2 separate regions of the Capra hircus genome follow, and region 1 is linked to region 2. A link is a contact called in public Hi-C data. All regions are on one chromosome and are shown on one strand. The core of a region is the stretch at or near the end of the contact, and the rest is flanking DNA. Distances in the headings are between cores, read along the strand shown. Region 1 overlaps HORMAD2 (HORMA domain-containing protein 2). Region 2 holds the start of LIF (leukemia inhibitory factor).

Region 1 (5,285 bases), core at 389-2,888, 64 kb before region 2:
TCAACTATTTTCTAAAATGCAAAACTGGTGATGAAATTAGGTGTTTGTAGAACCAATCGTTGGTTCTCAATGGTACTTAGCTGCTTTACTGATACTTCCATTATTTTGTAGTAAAAGCATGTCAACAATAATAACCTGTACCTATAACAAAGGAAAAGAATAATGTTGGAACTTCTACTAGATATTCTGACAAGTCTTGCTTAAAAATATGTATCTTATTCCATTTTCCTCCAAAGAAAGAACAGAGAACATGGAAAAACCTTTCCTCCCATCTAGTGGCTGGAAAATATAAAAATGTCCTCCATGCCGGTCTTGGAATTCCAGGCATTAGGGATTGTCTGACATCGAGTTGTTCGCTCGGTTAAGCAAAAATAAATTCTAAAATCTTTACCAAAGCTGAGCCCAATGGAGAAATATATATCCATGATGAGTCACTAACCGAATTCTCTTTCGTCAGTAATGTAATTCTCATCAAGCAGAAAGAAGGTCATGGTCCCACCTTGTTAATATGAACCTATAGTTTAAAAAAGGTAAGACTGCATGATTCTGCTCACTGAAAAGGTGCCTTGAATTATATTTGCCTCTAAAGCTATCAGTGCCCTAGATCTCTCCTGACCCTTAATGGCTCCTTGTTAGCCCCACCTCTTGACAGCTCTTTTTCTCAAGAACTGGATGTGCTGAATTCACTAAAGAGAGCCAAGAAACTGTCCCCGAACCTGGCTGCCTCCAGGGGCCTCAGCTCCTGAAAGCTGGAATGCCAGGCTCAGCTCCTGGCAGCAGGGCCCCCGAGCAGGGCTCGCCCAGCCCGCAGGAAGGCAGGTTTGGATCCGTTATGCCGCTCAGGGGATTAACGCTTGGTCTGTGTTGTGTGCCTTGAGCAGATATCAGAGTCTCTGCTGAACTGTGCCTCTCTCTGGTGATTCTCACAGATGCAAAAGATGAATTTCGTGTGCAGTCAGCAAAGTTCTGAGAGATCCGGAAAGAAGAGGAAGGTCAGCGAACCAGTGAAAGTCTTCATCCCTGACAGAAAGTGAAACTTGGCTGCCTTTGCTACTTTTATTCTAAAATAAGTTCATTTTGCAACAAGTGTGCGTGAAGTGTTTTAGTAGGAAAGTAAGTTTCTATCACCAAAACCCTTTACTAAATGTGTTGCTCAACTTTCTGTGTTAATTCACTAAGTGCTGAATGACCGGGTAGGACACGGGTTCACTTGGCCACAAAGAAACGAGGTCACCAGGACTGCTTGGGGCCAGCAGTACTTTGAGGCGGAGTTAGAGATGAGACACCCTTTATGGCTGGAAAAGAACCACAGCGGCCCTTTGGGAGAGAAACAAGCTGTCCTTCTCAAAGGAAAGAGGGTTTTCTTTGCATAATTCAACTCCCCAGGTACTCAGACAGCCACAAAAGGTTTTAACTTGTTGTAACCTGTGTGCTGGAATCCCTCTGCAGTTCATCAGAATTCCCACGGAATCGCATAGCGAGTGTGAGGCGGTGCTGATCCAGGTGTGATTTCTGGGGTAACTTCAGTCACGAGGTTCATCAGCCAAGTGCTGGACCGAAGTGTAGTCTCCCTGTAGAGTTCCCCAAAGCCGGCCCTGTGCCCTCTTCTGCTGGCCAGCCCGAGACGGGAACGGGCTGCAGTACAGGAACCTGGGCCCCTCCCGAGAGCCCCTGTGACACACTCCCCCCACCCCAAACTTCAGCGCATCAGTCTGTAACCTGCAGATGATGCCCCCAGTCCTCCCGTCATTCTGGAAGAATTCTAATAGACTGAATGATCAGCAGCAGATGAATAATAAATGTCAGTGTTATTTGAATTATTTATATACCATGAAATTTAATAACAATTTAAATGGATAGGACCAACAAGTTAAATGTTGTAAATGTGTGTGCTTTCCAGTTAAATAAAATCAAAACACAAGGTATTTTTTGGCTCATCTAGTTTTCTTCATTCAGATCAGTGTAGTAAGGATATCAGGGCCTGGAGTGCTTGTTAAAATGCAGACTACTAGGCCTGCCTCATTTCTATTCATCAGAACCCCTGGGGACCCCTCTGGAGAGCTCCCTGGGTTCTAATGCACATGAAAGACTCAGAACCCAGGACAGACCTCTGATCCGGGCTGAGAGGAGACTCTCAGGGGCCAGACGTGCACTCAAGCCAGCGGCAGCCTGTGGTGGTCACACTCCCCTTTGGGAGGCTCTCCAGCTTCCGATTGCCCACAGGCAGCCCCCCAACTGGGGTCCTGAGTTGGGTTGTGGCCCCGAGGCCTGCCAGGGAGGAGCGAGTTCCCTTCCCCCAGCATGTGGACTGTCCTCCCATGAGCTCACCCTGCCACTAAGAGGAGGAGGAGGGGGAAGGTACGGGCTTATTATATCCTTGATGGAGCTGGAGCCTGAGTCACCATAACTTCTCTTAAGAGAATCCTATGAAGAGATTAGCTGTCTAGTAGAGGGATTAGGTTCGTTCTGTGTCTCCAGAGTGCAGAGCGTAGACCAGACTGGCAAAGGCTATAGGAGGCCACTTGCGCTCAGTGCCAGGAGGAGCGGAACGCCACAGGCTGGCAAAATCTGATGGGGCAGACCCTGTGAGGCTGCGAGCCTGCCCCGGAGCCTCAGGTGTCTGAACACCAAGCAGCTTCGTCAATACCCCAGGAGGCTCTGACTCTCAGAGCAGACGAGTTACAGGCAGCAATTAGTCAATCTGGATTTCAGAGAGAACCCTTTTGTTCAAAAGAGGAATTTAGCTCTCAATCTATAATTTTCATAAACCTAGCCTAAGGTGGGGGATCCTTTAAGTCAAAGTCTAGAGCCTGAATCTGTCTGGAGAGTCTCTCAGTGCTTTTCTTGTCTCTATTAACACCCCTCTCCTCCTGCAGTGGATGCCAACAGGCGGGATGTGTGTGTCTGATGGAAACAGGGAGAGAGACAGAGAGAGAGAGAGAGAAAGTGTGTGTCTCAGCAGCAGAGAGGTGCTGGAACTGTGCCCCGGCTGGGCACATCCAGGAGACATGTTGTCAAGAGGATCTGAGAACCATGAAAACATGAACTCGCTGATTTGACATAGCAGAGCTCAGATGTTCAGCCAGCTATCAAGATGGGAGGGTGTTCAATTCTATTTACTGGATAATTTATTGGGATGGGGAGAGGAAAAAAACTTAAAAAAAAAAACAACCCTTTTTGTAGCTTATTCATTTCTGCCCTTAATAATAACGGAATGAACAACCACAAGTTCATCATGAAGCTAGAAGTTCGGTGAAAAGAAGGACAACTCAGACCCCAGCTGGGGGCCTAAACCGAAGCGCTCTAGCCAGTCCCTCACCCCAACAGCGCTGGCGCTTGCGAAGATCTGCCGCAGGCCGCCTGGAAACTGGGATGTCGTTAAACTGAAATGTATGCAGGGGAAATTTGACTTGGGCTGCTGCGGTTTTTCTGTCTTGACAGAAAATTGGTCTAGCTGGGAAGAGGGTTGGTGTGGCTCACGACTGCCACCAGCCTTTGAAGCCAGGCACCAAAACCGCACCTTCATTTCCCTTCTCAAAGGTCCCTCTGGTGTCAGGGTGCTTTCATGCTCCCGCTCACCTCTACCAGGAAGAGCCTGGAAAGATTCACCGGCGTCGAAGTGACATTCACACACGTTCAAAGACGCGTATGTTTTGTTCTTTTTATTTTTAATGGGAGGATAATTGCTTCACAGCGCCGTGTCGGTTTCTGCCGTACCTCACTGTGAATCAGCCACAGGTATACGTATGTTCCCGCCCTCGTGAACCTCCCTCCCACCCCATCCCAGCCCTCTAGCTTGCCACAGGGCACCAGGTTGAGCTCCCTCTGCTAAACAGCAACTGCCCACTAGCTAGCTATTTTCCACGTGGTAACGTATATATTTCAATGCTACTCTCTCAGTTCATCCTACCTTCTTCCGTCCCTACTGTGTCCGTAAGTCTGTTCTCTATGTCTGAATCTCTACTCCTGCCCTGCAGACAGGTTTATCAGTACCATTTTTCTAGATTCCACATGTATGTGTTAATAAATAATATACAAATTTTTTAAAAAATAACACTATTAGAGCCAGTTCTCAGGCTGTCTTAACATTGTCAGTTCACGGTTTCAAACCGAGTAGTACTGGATCTTTAGAGATTCCCAGGAAGTTTCCGGATTTATAGTAAAAATAATTGGTGATAATAAATCTCAGTGGTGATGATCCTCAGTGAGAAGGAAGACCCAGATGATAAAATGAGACCCGCACTGTACTCGCAAGAATCAAAGCAACGAGCAGCCCTCCCATGGCGTGAGTCCGAGATTCTGTACAAACGAGGAGATGCCTCTGTTTGTTCCAAATGTATCCCCTTCAGAAATTATTAGTGCATATGTATTTTTTAAAGGTAATATTTTCAATGTGGTTGTGTGTTTGTGTAATGAGGCCCTGGCTGAGACTTGCTATGTAGTTAGCAGTTTCCGTTAGGATGAGGGCCTTAATTAGTGGGCTCTTTGGTTAGGCAATGGTAAAGCCAAAATCCTACCCAGAAATGGAAAGACCTGAGGTGCTAATCGACTCACATCACTTCCCCTGGGTGACTACATCTCTACAAACAGGGAGTGTCAAAGTCGTTGAGACTGACTCTTGGAGGTGGCGGACTCACGGTTACCAGCAGCCTACTGTAGGGGAGGCAGAGGGTCTACTGACCCCTACAACCCAGCCGGAAGCTGGACGTGAGATCTGCTCAATAGGACCCCCTTGGGGACAAGTCTCCCTAAACACTTTCATCCTGTCCTAAGTGTGCCCCGAGGCTCAGCTGTAGAAGGTTTCCCCGAGACAGGAGTGGCGAGGCAGCGGATTCAGAGAGCTGGGAACGCCCGAGCAGGCTGGTGGGGCATGCGCCGTTCCTCAGGGACTCAGGCACTTGGGGACAGAAAGCTGGTGTAAGAGTGGGGCTCCTCACTGGGGATTGTAGGACTCCTGAAGGCTGGAGAAGGCTGGGGCATCTGGAGTCCGTCTGAATAATTACTGATCAGCTCCAGGGTAAGCAGACACAGTTAGGTTTTCATCTTTCTTTGAGCAAGGTTGTTAAGGAAAAGGCTAGGGTGTGGCTGCCAAACCTGGCTGGCATTTTTTAGATAGGCTATTTCCCTCCTCCAGCTCGGGTTATTCAGGATAACAGTGGCGCCTACCTAGTGACACACTTGTGAAGATTAAACCAAGCAACTCAAGCTAAGTGTCCAGCATGTACACAGCTGGTGCTCAACAGGTGCTCATTTTTAGCTCTTGGCCTGTCCCGTTGCTTCATGTC
Region 2 (5,086 bases), core at 1,758-4,257:
TCAGCTTGCTGTGCAGGCCGTGGGCGTAGGGGTTGAGGACCTTCTGGTCCCGCGTGATGTTGCCCAGGGAGGCGCCCAGGTACGCGATGATGCGATACAGCTCCACCAGCCGGGCCTTCTCCGTGCCGTTGGCGTGGAAGGGCGGGAAGTCGGTCACGTTGGGGCTGCACAGCTTGTCCAGGTTGTTGGGGAAGGGCTCCCCCTGGGCCGTGTACTGAGGAGCAGAGGGGCAGAGGGGCGGTGAAGTGGGAGGCAGGGACGGCTGCTCCAGCCCTGCCGCCCAGCCTGTGGTCAGCCCTTGGGCGTCAGTGTCGACCCCCCCCATACACACACACACACACACACACACACACACACACACACACACACAGGCTTGAGAACCCAATCACTTGCCCTGCAGGCATCTCGGGACTGTCCCAAGAGCCAGAAGTAGCAGTGGGCGTGAATGCAGTTGGTAAAGCATCCAGCCTCTGTCCCACGCAAGGAGGCACCCTCCTCCTCACCCTCATCAGGACCACAAGGGAGAGGAGGGAAACACCCGGTCTCACCTCCAGCCGTGTGCACCACATACACTTGCCCTTTCACCCACCGCGCTCACCCTCTTCCTGGGCGGCTCCGCCATCTCTTTCAACAGCACCTCCCAGTCCCTTCCACCGCCTCCCTCTCTGTCTCTCATCTGCCTCCCTCCACCAGGTGGACCAATCCCAAAGCTACAAGTGCCAGCCCTGCCTGCCGCCTCTTCTCCAGGCGCCTCTGGCCCCCCATCTACCTTGGCACCCGGGGAAAGAGGCCGGGCCTCGGCCGAGGGATGGGGAGAAAGCTGGGGGGGATCTGGGTGCGGTGGGACAAAACCCCACACCCTTCCCTTCTCTGACCAGCCGCACCAGCCAAGGTCCCTGCTTGCAGACCCCAGCCCCTCCCTGCCTTGTTCCTCGGCACCCTGAGGGGGAGACTTACATAGAGGATAAAGAGGCTGTTGGCACTGCTGTTGAGTTGTCCCAGCTGGTTTCTGATCTGGTTCATGAGGTTGCTGGGACAGGGATGGCGGGTGGCGCAGGTGGCATTGACCGGGGTGATGGGAAGGGGGCTCCCAGCCCCGTGTTTCCAGTGCAGAACCAGCAGCAGGGGCACGACTCCTGCGGACAAGAGGTGGAGAGCCATGAGCAGGGAGCGGGGGGGTGGCGGGCAGCGGTGGGCAAGCCAGCTTGGGGGAGAGGCTGCAACTCTGGTCCTGCGGAGATCTTCCCCTCTCAGGCTCCAGCTCTCTCTTCTCCAGACCTGGTGGTTTCTGATTTTGGTGATGTCCCTGCATTTACCTCCCCAGATTGCTAAATCTCCCCATTTATCGCTCCCTGCTGTCTCCTGAGGGGACAGGACATGCACTGTCCCTATCAGCTGGGAACCGGGTTCAGAGTGATACCAACCATCCAGGCCTCCGCCAGGAGGGGACAACACCCCAGGTCTCAAGGAAAAGATCAGTCCTTATCTCCCCAGGAAGGTCCAGACTCCTGTGTTACTCCATGCTCTTGTCTCCCAGTGCGGGCTCCCACCAAGCCCACAGGGAGCGGGAGTTTCTGCTGACCCTCATCTCCCAAACTTGTCTCGGTGATGTGGGCTCACTGGGCCCTTTCCCCCCCCTCCCCATCCTGTCACCTTTCCCCGACTTCTCTGTGGTCCTCCTCCAGATACGGCCAGTCTCCTATCTGGGACCCTGGACTCCACCCCAGGGCTGCAACTCTGCCCCCTCCTCCAGCGCCAGGGCATCCTTCAGAGCCTCCCTTCCTGGCTGCCCGCTGCTCCTGGCCTCCGCGCTCCACCCCCCGCCCCCACCCCCACACTCTTGTTCACTGGTCCCCGTCCCAGGTTGCGCGTTAGGACAAGGAGAATCCTGGGCTTCCACAGACGCCCCCAGAGCCTTCGAGAGGGAGAGGGAATGGAGCAACCAGGAAAGAAAAAGAAGGGAAAAGGGCGCAGGCAGCCAGGTGGGCGGGGGAGGGAGGGGAGTGAAAGGTGAGAGGGAGAGGGGAGAGCTGTCCAGGAGTGTCCAGGAGCGCCCCTCCCCGCCAAGGAGGGCAGGGGGCCCCTGCTTGCCACCCACCCCCCTCTGTGTTCCTGATGATCCTGCGGCAAGGGCTGGGGTCGGGGGACCTGTGAGAGCTGGAGAAGCCAGGAGACTGGAGGAAGGGGAGGCGCTCTGGAGCCCGTTCCTCGGCTGGGACAGTGCAGCCTCGACTTCACTTCTGGGTCCCCTGTGCCTCCTAGCATCTCCAGGCAGGGCTCAGGCCCCAGGATGGCTGGCAGGGGGGCGAGGGTGCCCCACACCCCGGCCTCACCTAGCGCAGACCACAGCTTTCCGGGCTCTAGCAGATGGAGGCGGCACCTGCTCCCGTGCCGGGCCGGAGTTTGCGAGCTGCTCGGGCGGCCGGCGCCCCTCCCAGGGAGCAGCCGGGGACGCGGTTGGAAAAGAAAGCGGAAAGAAAGAAAAAGAAAGAAAAGAGGGAGGGTGAATCCCGAAGAAAGCTGAGCGGGAAGAGCAGCGGCGGGGAGGAAGAGGAGGAAGGCAGCGGCGCCCCCTGCCTGGCCCGCCAACCTGCGGGGCCCCGGGCGGGCTGGGCGCGCGGTGCGGGGACCATGTGCCCGCGCTCGCCCCCGGCGGCCGCCGCTACTCGGCGCCTCCGGCGGCCCCGGGCTCCCGGCTGCGCGGGCGCCCCAAGTGTCCGTGTGTCTGCGGCTGGTGGGTGTCCCGTTCGCGTTCGCCAGGGGCCCCAAGTTTGCCGCGGCGCCCGCGGCCGGGGCTCCCGGCGGAAGCCAGCCCGGGGCGGGGGGCGGGTGGATTTACCTGCCGCCAAGACCTTCATTATGGGCTGCACTCCAGAGGGCCTTGAAGGAGACCTTAGATGCCGGCAGTTTTCAGAGGTTCATGCTCAAATGGGGAATTTGCCTGATTTATATACTGGAGCCTGTGTTGTAAGACAGAGAGAGAAACAGCTATATTTAGCAGGGATCCCCGGTCCAGGAAGTTGTTTGAGGTGCATCATAGGAAATTATGAATGGAAGAAAGTGAGAGTGAAGGGGGGGGCAGTGAGGGGGGAGGGTGGGGAGAGCAGACTTTTTCCCTCTTCTAAGAATTTGATTGATAAAATTATAATGAACTCTTCAACAAAACACCCTGCGGTTTTCCTGAGCGGCTTGCCCTGGGACTTGTTTGAAGATGGGGAGGGGAGGGAGGGTCCCCGAGTCATCAGGGTCCCCCCTCCCCCGGGGAAGTGGGCGCCCCAGACAACCCTGACTCACCTGGGTTTGGGGAGGTGGCTTGAAACTAGGCAAGGAGATGGGAGCTGACACCTGCAGCCCCCTGGTCAAGGGGTTTGGAGGGGGGCAGTGGGGAGGAGGCAGGCTGGGGCTTGGCTGAGAAGGAGGTTCCAGGAAGAGGGGCTGGGGCCCTGGCGTGGACTTTAGACGGCAATAAAGCGAAACTGAACGTGGGCCCTGGAAGCCTCCGCGGGGATGGCCTCCTCCATCCTGCCCGCTGCCACCGGGCAAAGCGGGGCTCCCAAGGGGACAGGTTGCCCAGGGTCCCACACAGTCAGGCCTCCTGAGCGCCATCAGCAAGCAGGCGCTGCTGACCACCGGTGGGGCCCAGGAGGGGCTGGCAAGATGAAAGCTGAGGGGCTACTGTGACTGCCTTCTCTGGGGAGACCCTGGGGAGGAGCTTCAGGGAAAGTGTGGTGTGTCTGGCGTTTGCCTAACCTCTCGGCTCCCTTCCGGGGAGGGTGGTCCTGTATTTCCATATTGAAAGGACATTTGAGGCAGAGACTTAGCCAACTGAACCCGGGCTTGCTCCTCGGGATGCAGAGAGATGGTAGGGGAGAACAGAAGCAGCTTGGAGGGCCCTTGGGGCCAGAGCAGGGTGATGGCCCCCTAAAGGCGCTTCCGGAGCCTCTTAGGCAGAGTCACAGATTCTTGTGTCTTTGGTGGCTGGTAGGTTCGGAAATGAATGAGGGGCAGGAAGGAATGGTGAGGACTAGGGAGAATGAGCATGGCAACCCCTCCCCATTAAAAAGCATTCAAAGCAGAAAAAACAGAGGTCAGGGAGTGCCAGCCAGGCACACATCTGGGGCCACACTGTCCCAAAAATTGCCAGGGGCGCCCCCATCCCAGGAGATTCTCCTGCCCCTGGGATCCACCACAGCCCTCCCACCTGACCCTGAGCAGCGAGCGTGGCGGGAGGGTTGGTTCTCCAAGGCCGGGGAGCCCTGCAGCCTTTCCTTGGCTCCCAGTTCCCTCAACCAACCCCCCCAACCCCCAGCCCGGTGCCCCCAGCTCCCGCCTCTTGCCACATCCCGGACCTGCCCAGCCACGCGTTCCTTCCTCCCGCTTCGTGCCAGGACGAGCCCTCCTGCGGCTGCCATGCCCCCTCCCCCCACACACGCCCTGCCCTCTCCAGACTGCTTCCTCCCGCTCCCTCTCCCAGCAGGGCCTGGACGTGGGGCTGATAAAACTGCCCGTCCCAGCGGGCACTTCCCAGCAGGGGGAGGAGGCCGGCAGGGCCCACACTGGCCTTCCTTCCCCTCCCTGTCCGCTCTGCACCTTGTGTCTCCCCTGGGGGCCGCAGGAGGCCCCGCCTGGCACTTAACCCCACTCCGACACCTGCTTTGGGGTGCGTGTACACCCCAGGACATCCCAGGTCACCTCCCTCTCATCACCGCCCCACCCCGAGTCTCTCCTGCACAGGGGCCTAACCACTCAGGATCACATGCACCACCCCCATCTCCCAGACCCCTGTCGTCTGACTCTGCCTGACTCTTTGGATGGGGACCCCCAAATGCATTTGAGGCCCCCATCTCTGGATCTTCTAGTTCCCCAAGTCTCTCACTAGGTGCCCTGAGTCTCCTTCCTGCCCCACTGCCTTCTGGGCCCTGTCCCTCCAACCTCCTTCCCAGTGGACTCTGGCTACCCAGACCTCCCCCTCTCAGCCCTCTAAAACACCCCCCACCGAACGCCATGTCATCTCAGCCCCACCCTACAGGAAACAGGAAGTGGGGCCGAGTCTGCAAGACACTTCACCACCACCCCCACGCCCTGA

Evidence for each region. A called contact is a pair of places that touch in the nucleus more often than the background predicts.
Region 1: a Hi-C map of blood shows a contact between it and region 2, with 2.1 times the contacts expected there. The contact joins the enhancer-like site here to the promoter of LIF in region 2. A contact is called at or near these places in 3 of 5 Hi-C or Micro-C datasets (all in blood).

Annotation. Positions count from the first base shown.
Region 1 is chr17:2,059,649-2,064,933 of ARS1.2, reverse strand. HORMAD2 (HORMA domain-containing protein 2) reads left to right here. Exons shown (of 11, transcript XM_005691624.2): 11 at 930-1,158. The coding sequence ends at 1,034. Among named protein-coding and RNA genes, the nearest start is that of TRNAG-CCC, 18 kb to the right of the region's middle. Within about 2 kb of position 1,638, at least 2 of the 5 cell types and tissues checked have an H3K27ac peak or open chromatin away from gene starts, as enhancers often do.
Region 2 is chr17:1,997,556-2,002,641 of ARS1.2, reverse strand. LIF (leukemia inhibitory factor) reads right to left here and starts at 3,007. Exons shown (of 3, transcript XM_005691625.3): 1 at 2,840-3,007; 2 at 958-1,136; 3 at 1-214. The coding sequence starts at 2,858.